3 separate regions of the Mus musculus genome follow, and all the other regions are linked to region 2. Evidence: chromatin contacts called from public HiChIP or PLAC-seq data. All regions are on one chromosome and are shown on one strand. Each heading gives the region's core, a stretch centred on a gene start, on an enhancer-like site or on the middle of the called end of the contact. The rest is flanking DNA. Distances are from core to core; before and after follow the strand shown. Region 1 has its middle 77 kb from the start of Sema6d. Region 2 has its middle 130 kb from the start of Gm39920. Region 3 has its middle 200 kb from the start of Sema6d.

The links. HiChIP or PLAC-seq counts read pairs in DNA pulled down with a chosen protein or histone mark.
Region 1: a contact with region 2 is called in an H3K27ac HiChIP or PLAC-seq map of bone marrow-derived dendritic cells, with 4 times the contacts expected there. The contact joins two enhancer-like sites. A contact is called at or near these places in 1 of 15 datasets of contacts at CTCF or cohesin (pro-B cells), 1 of 484 Hi-C or Micro-C datasets (cranial neural crest) and 1 of 115 datasets of contacts at active chromatin or transcription factors (bone marrow-derived dendritic cells).
Region 3: a contact with region 2 is called in an H3K27ac HiChIP or PLAC-seq map of bone marrow-derived dendritic cells, with 3 times the contacts expected there. The contact joins two enhancer-like sites. A contact is called at or near these places in 1 of 15 datasets of contacts at CTCF or cohesin (pro-B cells), 6 of 484 Hi-C or Micro-C datasets (B cells, the C2C12 cell line, adipose-derived mesenchymal stem cells and 3 more) and 3 of 115 datasets of contacts at active chromatin or transcription factors (bone marrow-derived dendritic cells, heart atrium and trophoblast stem cells).

The regions. Positions count from the first base shown.
Region 1 is chr2:124,574,888-124,577,690 of GRCm38.p6, forward strand. It overlaps a transcript of Sema6d not described here. Among named protein-coding and RNA genes, the nearest start is that of Sema6d, 77 kb to the right of the region's middle. Within about 2 kb of position 1,339, at least 9 of the 459 cell types and tissues checked have an H3K27ac peak or open chromatin away from gene starts, as enhancers often do. A contact at or near this core is called in bone marrow-derived dendritic cells, where this site is marked.
Region 2 is chr2:124,926,186-124,928,928 of GRCm38.p6, forward strand. No RefSeq gene overlaps it. Among named protein-coding and RNA genes, the nearest start is that of Gm39920, 130 kb to the left of the region's middle. Within about 2 kb of position 1,371, at least 23 of the 459 cell types and tissues checked have an H3K27ac peak or open chromatin away from gene starts, as enhancers often do. A contact at or near this core is called in bone marrow-derived dendritic cells, where this site is marked.
Region 3 is chr2:124,454,759-124,457,540 of GRCm38.p6, forward strand. It overlaps a transcript of Sema6d not described here. Among named protein-coding and RNA genes, the nearest start is that of Sema6d, 200 kb to the right of the region's middle. Within about 2 kb of position 1,468, at least 5 of the 459 cell types and tissues checked have an H3K27ac peak or open chromatin away from gene starts, as enhancers often do. A contact at or near this core is called in bone marrow-derived dendritic cells, where this site is marked.

The DNA.
Region 1 (2,803 bases), core at 89-2,588, 350 kb before region 2:
TTCCTGCAGGGTGTTAAGATATGTAAGTAACAGGTCTTTAGGTCACTTGTTCAATTATTTATATATCTGACTGGCTCTTACAAGGAGTCATATTATAAATTATTTTTAATACTTCACTAGTAAAATGATATAAGTCATTGAATTCACAAAAAGAGAAAATGCATTAAGTATTTAGATATTTTAGAAGGGTCACTTAATTATGCTCAAAACTTCTGAAAGTTTTACAATGGCTTCAGTGGATAGTAGTTTCATTCCTAGACAGGAAATATCAGTCATCTAATCATGGTCAGACCAACATCAAATACTATAAAAGAAAAAAAACCCAAGAAATTCTCCAAGAAAAGACATCTTTAAAACGTGTAACATGTGCGTAATACACACACACACACACACACACACAATGTTTGTGCATCTATCGTAGCCACTAGCATCATGGGTGAAGAAAAGGCATCATGCAACGTCACTCATTTGTGAGGCTCAGAGGCAAATCCCAGGGCTAAATCTATCCTCATCTTCCCCTCTCCCAGTGCCTCTGGTTCTCCAACCACAAATCAAATACCTCTCAGCATCACCTCGACATATGTGTCCATCCCTTTAATGAATAAGCAAATTATTGTCTTATTAACATTGTTGGTGAGCCACGCATACTTGAGCAGCTGAGCCAAGATGATTGCAAATTTAAGCTTGATGTGGACTGCATAACAGCATCCCATCTCAAATATATATTTGTGTGTTTATTTTTATGTGTATTGTGTATTTATATATTCATATATACATACATGTTATGCTGCTAATAATGACAGTTTAGATACTCATAAAGAAAGTCTTAGGCACTGAGCAAAGCTAGAAATATAAATGTTGACAGCAGCACTTTGTTCCTTCTATGGGAAAATTCTAAACACCTGTTCTACCTGCCCCCATACTAGGCACTGTATGTACCTAAGGTGATGCCTGCCTATGTCACAGTACATGGAACCCACTAATGAAGCAGTCCAATAAAGTAGCAGAGTTTAAGTGTCAAGCCAGGTGTTATGACAGGATAAACTGTGCTGGGGTGCAGAATTGTCTGAAGATGGCTTCCACACCTCCAATCAGTGACATTTACACTGTAGTCTTAAAAGAAAAAAATGACTTGGAAGTAGGAGAGAGGGGCACAGTGGAATGTTCCTGATAAAGCAGAGTATAGCATGACTTCCTAAAGGAACTGAGAGAATGTACAGTCAGCCACATAGGGGAGGTCTCTAAAATGTTAAGTGATTAGATTTTATTGTAAGAAGAAGGGGAGCTTACTGAGCAGTTTTTAAAAGGAAGTAATATGATAAGAGCCCTAGAAAGAGGAACCTGGGCACTGTTGGAAAGTAGAAGCGAGACCCAGGCAAGACAGACTGACAGCCAGGAACAAACCACAAGATGGAAGTCAAAATTTCTGGGGAAAAAACAAGTGAATTTTGTGAGTTCTGCGGGAACAGGGAAGACCCACAGCTGAGTGGCAGGGTTTCTGAACTGCATCTCCTGTCATATGATGGTGGTGTGTCTCATCATCATAGTCAAGGCAAGCAGATTATTTAGGGAGCAGAAGATAGAGGAAAGCAAATAGTGATCAAAATCTAAGATGTGCCAAATTTGATATTCCCGTTTTTGCAAGTAGAGGTGACCAAGGTAAGGCTAGTCCTAAGAGTCGTGATGGCAGTGGAGTGAAATCTAAACTCACTGAATGATCTACATATGTAAGATATGTATATGTGTGTGTGTGTGTGTGTGTGTGTGTGTGTTAATATGTATAGTGCTGTAATCAAAGCAATGGATCTGAATGAGGCTAGAGAATAGGGTTTGAAACTATAGTGAATAAATAGAGTCAGCAATCTAATAGTTCTATTGGGGGGAAATGTTAATGGTGTCTGGCGAAATACCTAGTCCTAAAATCATTATGCTCAAGTTTTTTCTGGTCAGACCAGGCTATGCATCAGACAATCTATTGGACAACATGACAGAAGCCTCACAAAAGGGATCAGGAATGAAAAGCCCAAAGACCAAGGTGAATCCAAGGGCTCTCAAAGCAAATGCGAGTGTTCAGTTATTAGAAAATCGGTCACATAAAGCTGAATTGAGAAGACTATGTATTTATGTAATCAACAGGCAATAGTAAGGCTGTGAAGGTCAGTATGTTCCTCACCACACAGGGGTTTTTCTGGGGTTGCAGAAGGCCTAGGAGGATTTGGTAGAGACAATGACAAGTTCAGACAGAGAGAAAAGAGAGTATGCCTTTAAGGTACTTTCCAGCCTTACATCTGTGATTCAGCGTGATATGTGTGAGAAACATCAGTAAGGCCAAATTACTTCCGTGGATTCCCTGAAAGATGGCATGGCACTTCTGAGTTCTTAGTGCATATACAATTTTGAGATGTAGCTGACAACCCACCCAACTGTCCCGAGTTTCCTCCCTGGAAGATCAAGACATGGCACACTATTTGCTGAGGTCCCTAAAGCTAACAGCCCATACACCTAGTAAGTATCCTTGAGTAGAATTTCTAATCACAAATTACCCATATACCTCAGCTCAGCAAATGTATCACATGCCTATCTGGTGGGCTGAAAGAACTTTTCAAAAAGGAATGAGGACTTCAGAGGAAGACAAAGAAAATGAGTCCTGCCTGGCTGTGCAAGTTGAAAAAGGTAGATCAAACCAATTCTGAGTCATGGATAAGCCATATTGAATCACTGCGTGTGTAATGGACTTTCTATTCCTTAAATGCTCACACGGGATAAGGAGCGTCTAGAAGGAAGGGGTGTGGACACAATGCCC
Region 2 (2,743 bases), core at 121-2,620:
ATGAAGACTGTTTAACATTCTTGGCATGGGGCCTTCCCACAATTGCCTGCCTCTGGGTTTCTCTGTATTCCTCCCTCATCATCACAGGGAGTAGTGCTAACACTCACCAATGAACAGTGGTGTGTGCTCAGGGATCATAAGGAGTAGTGCTAACATGTACCACTGGACAGCGTTGTGTACTCAGGGATCAGGAGAGCCTATGACATGTTCCGAGAGACACAGACCTTCAGCCTGGAGGAAGAAGGAACCAATAGCACAGGTGAATTTAAATGCACACTGAGCCAGACCTTCACATTAAAACAGGGCCATGTTCAAAACCTCCCTTTAGGTCAGCTGCTGAAGACAGCGGGCAAAGTGCACACTGGCCGTGCTGTATTACTAATGCAATAGAACATAGAACAGGGGATGAAGTTAAAAAAAAAAAAGACATTTGAAGCGTGATTATTAAAAAAAAGGTCAATTTATCTAAGAAGGCAAAAAAAGATGTCTGGAACAACAGGTGACAGTGATGAGGCTGAAAACGATGTTGGTGACACTCAGGACCCGTGGAAACTAGCAGTTCACTTCCCACGAGTCTTTGCATCAACATTTCTGCCTTTCTCTTCACACCAACCTCTCTCTTATAAAAGTCAAGCCATTTTATTGACTTGCCAAGTCAAATAATGCCCAGAAGGGGAAAGTCTAAGGTAGAAAAAGGAGGTTTCACTAGGGAAAGCGAAGAAAGTGCTATCTCAAGGAGGATTAATTGATTAGAAGCACAGGCACACTTATTTATCATCCACTGCCTACCTCTCTGCTGGGCCTTAGGGTATGAAGAAGAATAAAACAGTCCCCTTTCTCTTTATTTTCTGCAATTTCCTGTACAAGACTTGCCCTGTCAGCAGTCAGTCATGGTAGGGAGGGCCCTGTGGGACCCTGCTCCTCCCTGTTGAATACTGGCTACAAACAGAAGCAGGTGGAGGGAGAGACATTGCCTTTAGTTGGGTACCCACTGGTGAGCCCACCAGGCTCCAGTGGAGAGTTCCAAGTCTGTGATTAAAGACTCAGTGGGTCACAAAATAAAACAAAAGGACACCTGGAAAAGGGAGGCCGGCAGGTTGACAGGAGTGGGAGGCGAGGGTAATTAGAACACATTGTATACAGGTATGAAGTGTCAGGGAACAAATTTAATTCATTAAAATATTCTTAAGATAAAATTTGTCAAAGAACTAAGTCTCTATTAATTCTCTAATTGTAATATAAGTGAAAATGTTAAGAAAAAAGCTAGTCGTTTTATCAGTGGGCAATGGAAGGAAGTAAAACCAGGCTAAGAGTCAGAAGCAACTGGTAAACACACACATCACACTACAGTGTGTTGAAGTCACTTCCACCTACAGTGTGCTGCAGGCACTTCCCTCTAGTGTGAGAAGGCACATCACACTGCAGAGCGATGTAGGCTCTACGGAATGATAGCTCGACCATGTAGGAGAATGAGGAAACTATTCCGCCGTGGACATTTAATCTTGGAAAACAAGTAATATTGTTTTCAAAAGGAACAAAATGTACAAAGGCAAATGTCTACCGTTATTTTGGTTAAGGTTTGTTTAGGGTTCCAGCAAATGCAGAAAGAAGGATATGATGAGGAGACTGAGAAACCATGTATGAAAGGAGTTCTCCATCCTGGAGCTGGAGCATCGCCAGGGAGTTCCGTCTCTTTCTGTTGAAAACTTGGAGACAACAGTTTAAGTTTGTAAGAGAGGGATGGAGTCAGGAAGACTAATCAAAATGCAATTCACTGACCTTCGCTTGGCTTCAGAGGGTGAAGACAGAGAAGCCATAAGTAATAGGTACCAGTGTGGGCTCTTGGGAGGAAGAAGGGAGTCCTGAGTGTATCATACTGCAGCGATGATTGCATCACAGGGTTGAAAGCAGAGGGAAATTTCTCTCTGTGTGTCACTGACTGCTGACAAAATGGAGACCTTGTGACCACAGGCCATCTGCAAGACCTGGGTCATACAGAAATAGTGAATTCGTGCGTAATCTCTGGGGGTTCTTCGGCGACAATCGCAGACTTGTTTGTCTCTCCCTTTGGCATTTCTGTGATGCCGTTCCTAGAATATTTTTCCCTGGATGTTTCTTCTCACCCCCAACTTTTCTGCATCAAAGGATGCTTTGGAAGCCTGAAGCCTCCGCTGTGAAGAACATTCACTCAAGACTGAACTCCTAAAGCCAGCGTGGTATGTTCCTCTGTGTCTAGTTTCCAGCTACTCACAGTATGAGGGCCTTGTGCAAGGGATAAAAATGTAACTAGAAAAATAAAAACATTTTCAAAAGCTCCAAATCCTCATGCATTACTCTGGAATGATACAGTTCTCAGAATTCTAGATGCCATTGCCCAGTCCCACCCATCCCAGGCTGTGGTGGGTGGTATGATCTGGAAGTCTGCTATGCATTCAGGGGAAATAAGCCTGGGCTGACTGTGCATAGAGAAGGAAGACACTGCCACCTGCAGGCTCTAAGCTTAGGGAGATAGTAAATGTTTAATTTATGGGAGATTTGTTTTATTAAAGTAACATTTTCATAAACAGTAAAAGTCTCAAAGTTGGCTCACTTACTCCTGTACCTTTGAGCAACTCCGTTCCACAGTAGTCAAGAACTGTAGCTACTAGTGGAGAAGCTGGTTCTAAGTTAAAGGTAGCCAATGTTGGCGTTGTTCCGTGGGGACTGAGAACTAGCCTGGACCTTGCACAGGTGACACTGGGAA
Region 3 (2,782 bases), core at 218-2,717, 470 kb before region 2:
TACTTCTTATCACAGAAGTCCCCACATCCAGCCGTTTGTTCTGAAACGGCTCTGACTGCTATCCTGTGGCATAAAATAATGAAACACCTCACACTCTTCTTCACTCTCCCACAAAAGACTGGTGCAGACACACGCAATCATTTCCTACTGGCAAGTATAAAACTGGTTAAATTTGACATACCTCTTTTTGAGAGGTTTCAGTCTGACACAGCCTCCAAGATATCCATAGTTTCCTTAATGCTCATTTATAATGTATCCATTCTTGGGACTTTAGTGTATATGCATGTATATACATCAAAGTGAGGGTCACCCTGCCCTCACAGTGTACTCTGGTCTCTTTGAGAGGAAAAAGCTGTCCCCAGAGGCAACCATAAGGACAGTGAGTGGGGCTGGGGCTTTTGCTATGGGTTCCCTTGCTGGCTCTCAACTGTGAGAACTTAGATAATTAGTTAGACTCTAAGCCTCTGTTTCTTTGCACATGATAGGATAAGAATTCCGGATATTAATTTGGATCCCCAATCCTTTATCAGCCAGCATTTTCAAATTCCAGAAATCTCTCAAAACAGAACTTGGTTTTAAAATAACTCATTTAATGTCAAAACCTGACCTGCTCTGAACTTGGTTGTCTGCAAGGACCTTGCTTGAACTGATGTATACTTTTTATACTCTTTATCTAATCCCTTTAATGAGAAAAATGCATATTTGGGGATAAAAAGCACCAATGTATTTGACTTTAGGATGCTATGCCAGGTACTATGGGGGTATTTTCTAGTTTATGACACAGATTCGTAAACTACATGAAACGTGGTGTTTGAGGGGGAGGGACTGGGAAACTGTTAGTTTCATTCTTATTAGTTTTCTTCAAAGGGGAATCAAGTGAAATAATAAATATAATGTGTATATTATTTTCTCTCCTCCCCCCCACATTCATTATAACAAAATTCTAAAGACCACTCAAAATATAAAATACCGTTTTTACAATTTATTCTGTACAAAATCAGCAAACTTTACCATCTTTGTCCTTCCACTTTTCACTGGGAGCCCCTCTTACCTTGGTTTCCTCTTTAACTCTCAACCTCATTTCTGTACCACTTTTTCTTGGTTTACAGCTTAATTTGAAAATTCTGAGCATTTTCTTAACTATCACAAAAGAAAAGCTAATTGCCTAATGAAAGGAGCAGTTTATTTTGCCTGGATGTAGGCCACCATGCTCAGCTCACTTCCTGAGTACATGACCTTGGGTTGGTCACATCACCTCCCAAAGTCCCAGTTACCTCATCCTGAAAATTGAGATAACGTCTGACAGATGACAAAGGCAGATGGCTGGATGAGGTCATCTCTTGAGGTCACTTCCAGCTTTATAATCTCTACATTTCCCAGTCTTCAAAGGTCTGAGGACAGTCACAATGTCTGGATCACAGAGTTTGGGCTATGACCTGCTCTGTTCTTCATGAGAGGCCCACTTGGTTGAATATAGGGAAATTCGCCTCCCAGAGACCTGAGAAGGGTATGAGACAGATGGGGGAGAGGCAGGAAGTCCATAATGTGTTCACTTGAACTGAATCAAGAACCAACTATATGTCACTGATCCACAAAATGTTCATGTATTAAAGTTTAAGAACCCAAGGCAAGCCCCCACATATTTCAGAACAAGCGGGTTTCCCAAGGTGAAGGATGACACAGAGGAATTTTGAGGCACATTATTTTGAGACTTCTGCTTTATGGTAAGTGGGAGTCCATTTGAGATGAGAAACCTTTTACAAACAGGAACTGGGAATGAGCATACCTTGAAGCTCTGCCAACCTTGAGTTCCCCCACTTCCCTACCCACTCATTCCCATTTTTGTTTTTTTTTTTTTTTTTTTGGCCCTGGCGTTCCCCTGTACTGGGGCATATACAGTTTGCGTGTCCAATGGGCCTCTCTTTCCAGTGATGGCCAACTAGGCCATCTTTTGATACATATGCAGCTAGAGTCAAGAGCTCCGGGGTACTGGTTAGTTCATAATGTTGTTCCACCTATAGGGTTGCAGATCCCTTTAGCTCCTTGGGTACTTTCTCTAGCTCCTCCATTGGGAGCCCTGTGATCCATCCATTAGCTGACTGTGAGCATCCACTTCTGTGTTTGCTAGGCCCCGGCATAGTCTCACAAGAGAAGACTGAAGTGTGGACACTATGCCCCTCCTTAGAATTGGGAACAAAACACCCATGGAAGGAGTTACAGACACAAAGTTTGGAGCTGAGATGAAAGGATGGACCATGTAGAGACTGCCATATCCAGGGATCCACCCTGGCAGATTTCTAAATGAAGTAAGAAAGCAAGGTGTTGCTGAGAAAAGAGAGATCACACCCTCTCCCCTTTCGCGCTTTTCTACACGCTCTGTGCTCTTCATGGTGAGGTCATTGGGGAGGCTGAAAGAAACATTTGAAGTGATTCTCCCAGCAGTAAGTGGAGTGGCCATGGAGTGGCTTGGCCTAATATAAACCTTCTAGAAAGGGCTCGAAAGTTATTCAGAGAATCCCACTCCTGAGTCTTTTGCTTAGTTATAATTATCTACATACTTTTATTTCCCAAAGCTAACATTGGTTTTTTTGGAGTAAGACAGCATGATTTAAAAACAAAAAACAAAAGCAAAAACAAAAAGAAGAAATGCAAAGATTTTCACTAGAAACGCCTACTTCAAACTCAGGCCTCTACAATAGCTGTTATCAGACAGGCTATTGTGATGGTCTAATCTCCATTGACAACTTGATAGGATTTAGAATCACAGAGGAGACAAGCCTCT